Regions from separate parts of the Hordeum vulgare genome. Here region 2 is linked to region 1. The links are chromatin contacts, called in public Hi-C maps. All regions are on one chromosome and are shown on one strand. Each heading gives the region's core, a stretch centred on a gene start, on an enhancer-like site or on the middle of the called end of the contact. The rest is flanking DNA. Distances are from core to core; before and after follow the strand shown.

Region 1 (5,342 bases), core at 1,313-3,812:
CGGTGTGGAAATACATGGCACATGCTCGAGGGCTTATGTGACTTCGACAAAACTATGGCCCAGAGTTGATTCAAGTTGGTGTACACACAGAACTTGAACTCTACTGGCGCGAGGGTGCACGGATCATCTGCCATGGAGTCATGTTGAAGGTGGAGCTGGAGTCTGATGAAGACTTCACTCGGTGTTGATTAAGGGGCTATGGTGTAAGGATGTCCAGAATGGCAGCCTATTTCAACAGGAAAAATGAGTGATACGTGATTTGGACCAGAGCCGAGTGATCTGATGGAAACGTGAATCTCGTTATAGGTCGGTGAAGAACGGTGGTACTCTACAATAGGGGTTGAGTGATGTGGGTTCACGACGCTTCAGACTCGAACAACACAGCAGACGCTCAACGCGGTTTCTAGCAACGAGTCATGTGGTATGCATGAGACATGGAGACGAGTCTAGTGGTCATACATGTGAAGAGAAAACTGCAAATTTGACTCGGAATGACTATAAGAAACAATGAAATCCCTTGAAGTTTGAGACAGGCGGCCAAAAAAGAGTGAGAACATTGAGTTCATGTTACTCTTATGTGTGATACGTGATAAGTATCACTAAGTTGTTCAGTTTCATGCAGATCAATGATCGATATGTGATGATGTTGAAGAGGTAATCCAAAAAATTGAATTACAAAATAGAGTAAAGATGATCTTAATTTTTCTCGAGTATTGATTGTGATCAAGAAACAAAACACTTGTATACTAGGCCACTTATATAATGTGGGATAGACACGCGATATAATCTATGCCAACGTAATAGCACATGCATAAAGGAAGACTAGGCGGCATGTGTCGGCGTCCGGATGAACGATGTGAGGTAGTATGATGATGACATTGGAAGGAGCTCCCGTAGTCAGGTCCCAAGGATGTGGCAGAGTTTAGTAAACCTCGTTAACAAATATCGGTGTTGTGTCTCGTGTGATTGTTTGCTCCTCAAATAATCAACTATATGATTTACATTCTAACAACACCGCTGAGATAATGCCCTTTCTGGCTGCTTCCTCCACTATCTAGTGTTGGGACGCCAATCAGAGACGAAGGAAACATATGAACTATGAAGGTCCTCCACTTTCATTCCACATCTATATGCATAAGGCATCTATCGGTGCTAAAACCGACAGGTCTCGGGTAGGGGATTCTGAGTTGTGGGTCTGAGACTAATGGTAACATGAAGAGTAGGAAGACGATGTTTACCCAGGTTCACGCCCTTTCGAAAAGGTAAAACCCTACGACCTGCTTTGATTGTATTGGTGATGGGGTATCGAGTACATGTTGATGATCTACCTTAAAATCGTTGTGTAAACTCTGAACCCTAAGGTGAATAAGTTCCCCCTCTACGAACTAAACCCCTAGGCTTATATAGATACCTAGGGGGAGCTAGGTCATATATTTAGGTCGGTTGTAGATATGTTGAATATAGAGTTGTCCTTGGGATGCATGCTAGGTCTTTCGAGGTTTCCCTTCTTCATACGGGCAAGTTTTTATGCTCTCACCGTTCTTCGGGCGGTGGCTTAACGGGCCATTAGTTCGGCCCACGCAAATCAATTCGGGCTGGTACCCCTAACCCAGGACACCCTCAGCATCCGCAAATCTTATCTTTACATATCGATTTAAGGACAGACTATGTTTAGGAAACACAGACTTATGTCGGTGGGCCACAGAGTAATCGACCAAGGAGTGATGGCTTAACATGTCGAATGGTAATGATGCAATCAAAAGGACAACGGCGCCTTTCGCGCGATTCCTTTTTCCCATTTTGTGTGTTTTGTTTGCCGATATTCTTCCGCGCGAGGGGGTGGGGGGAAGGTTTGTGCATGTTTTTGTGTTGGATTTTATCAATTTTATTTTGGGGTTTAATATTTGTTTTCTCCTTCTTTTTTGTTATTTCTACATTTCAAATACTTCATTATCCAATACTCGTTGATTTTTTTTTGCATAAATGTCGAGCATTTTCAGATACACCTTGATTTATTTTTACATGCATATTGAACAATTTTTTAATACATGATAAACATTTTTCTAACACATATTATTATTTTTCATAAATGGCATGAACATTAAGTGTTCGAACAACTTTCTAGAATGTAACAGACATTTTTATTGAATGTAATGGAAAAAAATAAATTAAACGATGGTTTTTTTACACTAAAGAAAATTCACAAACATTTTAGGAAACATTTTTAGAAGATATGCAAACACTGTATATACATTTGGAAAAAGTCACAAGCTTATTTTGAAATGAGTGAAGATTTTATGAAATGTCACGGGCATTTGTCAAATGGTAGGAACATTATTCATAAACTGCCCGTGCAATTGTTTTAACACTATATTGACTTTTTGAATGCACTGTGAACGCTTTCAAAGAAATGACATGAAGTAGCTATTTTCATATACATATTTAAAACATGACAAAATATAAATAAAAGTAAGAAAAACTTAATAAGCACACACTGGGCTCTCCAGAAAAGGGTCGTGTCGTTAGGTCCGGTCCAATCCTGCGTGCTGCCGGCCATGCGTCCTCGGGACTCGCTGGGAGGTCTTATGCAACCTTGTAGGCGTCCGTTAGCGATTCGGCACCTGTAGTATCGTTGGCATGGAGCGGTCCACTAACACGCTGTCCTGATACTTTTTTATTGATCCAGTAAAAAAAAGGTCCAGATTTCCTATTTGTTACGAAAATAAAATATGAAACCAAAAAAGGTTTACAGTTTTAAAGAAAAAGATTCATACATTAGAAAAAAAATAAAGGTTCATCAATTTTGAAAAAAGTTAATCAATTCGAAAAAAAGTTCATTGAAATTGAAACAAAGTTCATCCGAGTTAGAAAAAGTTCATTACATTTTTAAAAAAGTTCATTAAATTTGAAAAAAGTTCACAGAAATTAAAACAAAGTTTATGTATTTTAAAAAGAAGTTCACTGAACTGAAAAAAAGTTCATAAAACTTACAGTAAATCGTCAACTTTGATAAAAATTCATCAATTTTTTAAAATACGTTCATCAAATTTCAGAAAAGTTCATCCATATTCAAAAAAAATCATAGAATTTTAATATTTTAGAAAAGATTCATTGGTTTTCGGAGAATAGTTCATCAATCTTAAAAACAATTGTTGAAATTTTTAAAAAGTTCATTAATATTTAAAAAAGTTCATAGAATTTCAAAAAAAGTAACCGGTGCCTAAATAGGCCAGTCCATTTATAAACGTTACAGACTCGAGTTAACAAAAATGCACGTTAACTAATGCCTTTGGCGGTAAATAGGAAATGCCGGACTCGCTAAACGGTCGCCTCTCCAGCTCCCGAGTTAGTCGCGTCCAATGCCTGCTGCGAGTAGCACTTAACGGTCGCATGTTCCGCTCCCGACTTAGCGCCTGTTCGGCAGCCCTCCACGGAGCGGAGTGGGTGGAGCTGCGTTTTAGGAACTCCCCTAGTTAACACTGGATGCGACTCCGCTCCGGCGCGGAGTCGCAGAGCGGAGGGAATCCGAACGCGCCCTTAGTTTGTGGCCCACTAGCAAATGTGGGAGTAGTATATTATTATCTGAGCATCGTCTCTTACCCAATTCTGCCTTTTAAACGTCGTAAATGGTTGTTTCTTCTTGTTTTTTCGTGATCGTGTTTTTTCCTTTCAATTTTTTACAGGATTTTTTTCTTTTACTTTTTTCTTCATTCCGCCCGACTATAGTGTATTTCTCCAGGTATTCTTAAAATGTTTTTTAACATGTGATTGTCTCTAACAACATGAGCATTTACTTGAACAGTAGGAACAATGATTAGAATTGCAGGAATAAAGTTTAACATTTTATGAACATCTTCTCAAGTAACATGAATATAACTTTAAGCGTGTGGACAAATTTGAATGGCAAAAGCATGTTATATCATGTTACAATTCTGTTTACATTTATGAACATTTTTTAATGTTTTCAGTGATAAGATTTCTTAAACAAAACACATTTATAAATGCTACAGTACTTTGTACGTATGAACTTCGTTTTAAGAAACATAAATATTTTACTTTATACATTAATATTTTCTTCAAACAGATAAAAATATAAAATAAAAACAAGTTGCGGGAAATGGAAAAACAAAGAGAAGTGTATGTCCCTTCAATGGGTTATACAACAAAGCGATGGGTTTTAGTTCCGCAATGCATGGCCCACAGATTTGGCGCAGCACGCGACGGTGGTGTAGCTCTTGCAACATGCCGGTGATATCGCCTATGCGAGAAAGCAACAAATTCAGGAGTACGGCCAATCCTATTTGGCGTCACAGGCACCCGCTAACAGACGCCTGTAGCGACCCGCGCTGGGCCGGACTATCTAAGCATTTTTTTCTTTTGTTATGAATACAAACAAAAACTAGGCGCCGCAGGTATTCGAACTTTAGATCTCAAGCTCACGTTAGAAGGCCATAACCACCGAGCCACCACATCCGATCTGATCACTTTTTTCTCAAATTCAATGATTTTTAATAATTTGATGAACTTATTTTAAATTTGATGAACTTTTTTTAAATTTGATAATTTTAAAAAAAAATTGATGACCATTTTTCAAGTTGAATATTTTCTTCCAAAATTAATGAAATCTTTTTTAATTCGGTGAACTTTTTATAAATTTCATGAACTTTTTTCAAATTTGATGGACTTTTTTCCAAAATTAATGAACTCTTTTTTAATTCTGTGAACCTTTTTAAATTTTGATGAACTTATTTTATATTTTGTTGAACTTTTTTCAAATTCGTTGACCTTTTTGAACACCGATTAACTATTTTTCAAATTAGATGAACGATTTTCAAAATCATTGAACTTTCTATGAAAAGTAATGAACCTTTTTTTCAAAATTAATAAAATATTTCCAAATTTGATTATTATTATATTTATAATCTGTGAACATTTTTCTAATTTGAAGAACTTTTTTGCAAAATGGATATACTTTATTTTCCAGAAATCAATGAACTTTTTTGGGCCTGCAGAGGTGTCGAGCTTTTTGAAGGGCCGACCCAAGGTGAGGCGCTGCACGCGCCACCAGAGCAAACTGGCGCTTGCAGCGCCGTATAGGAGGTCCCCTGGAGTACTCCTTAAGCCCCTCGAGAGGTCACTTCGGATGGCCCGGGAACGCTCCGAGCCATCGCCACGTTTCTCGTAATGTGCGCTCTTCTCAGTTTTTTTATTTCTATTCTTTTGTATCCTTTTTCGTTTTTAGATGATTTTTTTTTGTTTTCCCCCTTTCTTTCGCGATAGGGACGGTCGTGCCTCTCGAAAAAGGGAAAACATGTTTTTTTCTTTTCGCGAGAGGCACATAT
Region 2 (5,342 bases), core at 1,342-3,841, 910 kb before region 1:
ACAAAACGACATTTATGGAAGTCATAGCAATTTTTTTTAAAAAAAAATCAAAGACTTTGGTGACCACCTCTTGGCACTCACGCAACCATCACCGGGTCCGGGGCACGAGTCATGACACATATGAATCGCAAACTTCTCAAAAGCGATTCATCACACAAGCACATGCATAAATTTGGTTCATAAAAGGTTCATCATGCCCCTCTTTATAAATGAAGCACAAATCATAGTACACCGTCGAACGATACATGATAACAAGGATACCTTCTTATAAAGCAGATCCTTAGATAACCAGACAACAGACACACAAGCGACTATGCTATCGAGAACTAACATAGGTAGGCCTAAATACAATGACACAACACGTCCTAAGACATCTAAGCTCCACGGCAACGCCCTTAGGAAGGTAGATGACGCCAAGCATCGTCGCTACTGAGTCCTAGACGGACGAGGGTTGTCACTTGAAGCCTTTGGCACGAAGAGAAGAACCACAACAATGTCCTCAAGAGGTGGACGACGCCCGCAAGGGTCGCCGTCCTCAACGATAAGGCGTGAAACTTTCGCCCGTGCCACTGGGACGCACCTACGACCAATGCGACGAGCCCAAGCGTTCATATCTGGATTTGGATATAGCACCAGTGCCAGAGAGCGAGTACCAGCCCCTCACCGCTACCCCCTTGTCGGCCACATGACAAAGAGGCATAGCCGTCATCACTGTATGATACCCGCCGAAGAGCCAACCATGTGGACCACCACCATAGGCCGTCGTCCCAGCATCCATGTCCCCAGACACCGCTAACCGCCAAATCCACAATGCATCGACCATGGTTGGAAGAGCAGACGCACTCCATCCACTCCTATCTTGACATCAGCGACTCAATCTGGGTCAATGCCTCCACCGTAGGAAGCGTCCATGCCTAAATCCTCAACTAATCCCGATGGACCGGGAGTGTGTGTGTGTTTCTCGATCCAGTGACTACCAACGGTCACTATCGAGCAGGCTGTTGTGGGGATGTCATGGCAAGTGTTCTCATAGAAGAACTTAGTTGCAGGCCATAACGGCTAGGTGAAGCCTTGCATGGGGTTGATCGGGAATGAGAGAAGCGAGTTTACCCAGATTCGATCCCTCAAGTAAGGTAAAAGTCTACTCCTGCTTGTGTTTTGTTATTCGATGTCCAGATCTTGATTACAAGGATATTGTCTCGCTACCTATGCTTCGAGACTTCTAACCTGGATCTGTCCTTTTGAATGACTCGGGGCTCGCTTGATATTCTAGGTCAAGTCGTTGGGTTTACAATAAGCCGGTATCGTACACGACCCCTACCCTTGATCGGGATAGGTTTGTTCTTAAGCCGGCACCGCCTACGCCAATTTAGGCCATCTGTTCATTTTTTCTTTTATTTTTTTATTTGAAGCAAAAACATTTTTTGAATTTGAAGAACAATTTTAAAAAAACATGAACAAATTTGGAAGCGCGAACAATTTTTTAGTACACGGACATTTTTTGAATCTTAAGACCAAAATTTTGAAAAGGAGAACAATTTTGAAAAACCCCAAACAAATTTAAAACCGCGAACAAATTTTTAAAGCACGAACATTTTTTGAATTTTGAGAACAAATTTTGAAACAGAGAACAATTTTAAAAAGCGTGAACAAATTTGGAAACGTGAACAATTTTTTAAAGCACGAACATTTTTTGAATCTTGAGAACAAAATTTTAAAAAGAAGAACAGTTTTTAAAAAACCCAAAGAAATTTGAAAGCACGAACAAATTTTTAAAGCATGAACATTTTATGAATTTTGATAACAAATTTTGAAACCGAGAACAATTTAAAAAACGTGAACATATTTGGAAGCGCGAACTGTTTTTTAAAGCATGAACATTTCTTGAATCTTGAGAACAAATTTGTTAAAAAGGACAATAATTTTGAAAAACTCGAACAAATTTGCAAGCGTGGACAAAATTTTAAAGCATGATTATTTTTTTGAATTTGAGAACAAATATTGTAATAGAGAACAATTTAAAAAAACGTGAACAAATTTCGAAGCGCGAACAATTTTTTGAAGCACGGACATTTTTTGAATCTCGAGAATTTTTTTGAAACTAGGAATACATTTTAAAAACTTCAAACAAATTTAGAAGCACAAACAAATTTTTAAAGTGCGAACAATATTTTTAATTTTGAGATCAAATTTGGAAACTGAAAACAATTTTGCAAGCGCGAACATTTTTTATAATCAAGAACATTTTTTGAAAATCTAAAAATATTTTTTGAACATCCAGAACATTTTTTGAAGCAGAAACAGAAAAAAAAGTGAAAATAATAAATAAAAATGAAAAATAAAAAAATCGGTTCAGGGATCCTTCTAGAAGCCCCGACACGGAAGGTTCCGAAAACCGAAAAGACCAGCTGGGAACCTGTAGAAGGTTCACAAAACCAGGCAGCCCGATCGATCTCCCGCTCTGTGCGAAGCCCCGGGGCTTCGCACAGAGTGTCAAATAGATTTTTCCCTTCGAACCAGGCAAGTGGGTCTTTGCCTTTCACGGGCCGGCTTACGTTCAGGCCCACGTCTTCGTGACCCGGGCTGGATTGACCGCCTTATGTCATGGCTAATATCCTCAACACAGGCCCCCATCATTGTCCTCTGGTCTTGGCCCAAGCTAGAACACACGACACCATGCCCGTATCCAATAGTTAGTGCAGGTGATGAGCAATCATCTGAAGGACATTGCCAAGGATTTTATTTTTGCATTGCATGAAATATTGGCGGAAGATGACTTTTTCCGTCTCGTGGTGACTCTCTGGGCAATCTGGGGAGCTAGGAGGAAACAATTAATGAGGACATTTTTCAGTCGCCGGCAGCAGTACACAACTTCATCAATTCATATTTCTGGGAGTTGAATGCGATCAAGCATACATCTGTCCCTGCTAGGGCCAACAATTCTCCACAACAAATACCACAATGGATTTCTCCAGCACTTGGTTTTGCGAAGTTCAATGCAGATGGATCTGTTTCTAGACATGGTTTTGGGTGTGTTGAGGTGATTTCGAGGGGTCAAGAGGGCAATTTCCTGGGAGCTTCAACGTTTGATTTCAGATTTATATCAGATCCACCAACCCTGAAAGCTTTGGCAATCAGAGAAGCGCTGGCGCTCGCGAATCATCTATACATTCAAAACGTTCAGGTTACTTCAGATTACGAGGTACTAGTGAATGATATCCTGAATCGTTCCTCGGCCACCTATGGGACGATAGTTCAAGAAATCTTAGACATTTCTGTTTTTTTTTAATTCTTGTAAGTTCGTTTACAAACGAAGGAGCTTTAATTTTAAAGCTCACAATTTAACGAAGCATGCTTTTACCCATGTTTGGGTCATCCGAAAAATCTGACATCCATCTGTGTAAATATAGTAACGAATTAATAAAGCTTCGCAGAATTGTTTAAAAAAAAAGATCCATCAGCACCGATATATCTGGCAGCATAACTGTCCTTCTCGAAGACGCCTTGAACCTTCGCCTATGCTGAAAATGCAAGAACGTCACCCAATCCACCCGCATGTTCCGGCCTTGCCAGGAACACGAGGAGTAACCGGTACTTTAGGCCTTACTAGTTTATTTTAGGCAATTAGTGGGGATTATCCCGATCAAACCCCTAAATTCCCACATATCTCATAACATCATTTGGTTCTAGTGTATTTGGCATGTTTCATCTCCATATTTTCTCATAAATTTTTAAATTATAGTGCATTTTTCTCAATACACAATACACTACCCTTACCTAATGGATTGGGGATAAACGGGGATTTGAAGGGATTAGGTGAAGGTTGGAGTTTCATCCGATTATCCCCACCAATTTTCTTAAAAACACTAGTACCAAATAAGGCCTTAAGGGAAGCATTTGAGCCTGAGTGTAAATACTCCACGTCCAGTCAGGTGATCCTTTTGTCCATGGTAAATCAGAAGGCCATTGTAAAAGTAATGACGGGCAGTTTGTGTTGGCGTCCAGTCAAACGCAGGGTGCGCGTGTAAAAGATCGTGAAAGCAATTGATCGACGTCCAACGACAGAGAGAAAATTAGGAGATCCAAAGAGTAACATAGTGATGATGTGTTTCATTGCTAAAGCAACAGCAGCCCTAGAAAAACCATGTGTAGCAATTGACTGTTCAACCAATGTTTTAATCGTATTACTTCAGTTCAGAGTTCGAGAGATGAGGAACGCTCAACTGCTGGCCTTGGCACTACTCGTCCCGGCCGTCTCTGCTCGTGGCACTTCTTCAGCTTTGCCGCTGGACTACCACTGTTTCTCTCGGAGCTTAGCTCCATCGACCGAATGTCGTCAGTCCAAAAGCTGAAATGACTCGATCCGTTGCGTGTTTCTTTCGGAGCTTAGCCCCATCAACGTTGGAAATGCTACTGCCAGTCCTAGTCCTATCGTAACGAGCAGGGCCAGGTGGCAGGAATCTGCTGCTGGCTCATCGGAGGATGCCGGGCTGGTCTCTCCCGCCGGCGTGACACGTGTAGAGTTGGTAATCCTGATGGGTGATGGCTTCTCCTCCTCCTCCCCGGCCGGTGAACAGGTGGCGCACGCACCGGGCGTTGCAGAGATAACGTCGCCAGCAGCGAATCCTTTCGACAGTTTCAGAAGCAAGGGTTTGATTTTTAGTATTTGATAGCATGTGTTGGATTATTAGCCTAATTGAAGCAACCGTTCATAGCCAAATATATGTGCGTGCTTGTGTGATGAATCGCTTTCGAAAAGTTTGAGATTCAGATGTGTCATGACTCATGACCCGGACCCGGTGATGGCTGCCTAATAAGTGCAGAGAGGTGGTGAGCGAAGGCACTCAACGGCCCGTCGTTTGCCCAGCCCCTTGACCCGCCACAAATCTTCCTCAAATAGACAACGCTGCTGTCCCGTTTGCCAGAAAGTACCATACCCTGGAATATCCTACCTCGAGCACCTGAATCACATAAAATCTGCAATAATTTTCAGAGACGATGTAAACTTATTACCGGATAACCCAAGCATGGCCGTGTATGTATGTGCTTAGCCGTGGACAGGAGAGGGACACCATAGACATTGTTATTGCGGGCTTCAGATCGTTGGCTCTCGGTCTAGCGCCTCTACCCCACCCCATGTAGGGCAATAAGCCACGGCGAGCGGCGATGCAGAGCGCGTGCGTGCGCGCGGTAGATGCATTGGGCTCGGCCCATGGCAGGTTTGGTCGTGTGTGTGTGTCCACGCGTTCGAGCCCGTGGGCCGTTGCGTGTAGGCGAGATGCGCGGAGGGGTGACCGCGTCAGAGCGCGAGGTTCGGCCGTGCGGGCGTGTGCGCGCGCCGG

Evidence for each region. Hi-C and Micro-C count contacts between places; a contact is called where the count stands out from the background.
Region 2: a Hi-C map of seedling shows a contact between it and region 1, with 7 times the contacts expected there. The contact joins two enhancer-like sites. A contact is called at or near these places in 2 of 6 Hi-C or Micro-C datasets (leaf and seedling).

What each region holds. Positions count from the first base shown.
Region 1 is chr2H:35,266,146-35,271,487 of MorexV3_pseudomolecules_assembly, reverse strand. No RefSeq gene overlaps it. Among protein-coding and RNA genes, the nearest start is that of LOC123424684, 94 kb to the right of the region's middle. Within about 2 kb of position 2,562, at least 3 of the 3 cell types and tissues checked have open chromatin away from gene starts, as enhancers often do. A contact at or near this core is called in leaf and seedling, where this site is marked.
Region 2 is chr2H:36,174,955-36,180,296 of MorexV3_pseudomolecules_assembly, reverse strand. No RefSeq gene overlaps it. Among protein-coding and RNA genes, the nearest start is that of LOC123429435, 65 kb to the right of the region's middle. Within about 2 kb of position 2,591, at least 3 of the 3 cell types and tissues checked have open chromatin away from gene starts, as enhancers often do. A contact at or near this core is called in leaf and seedling, where this site is marked.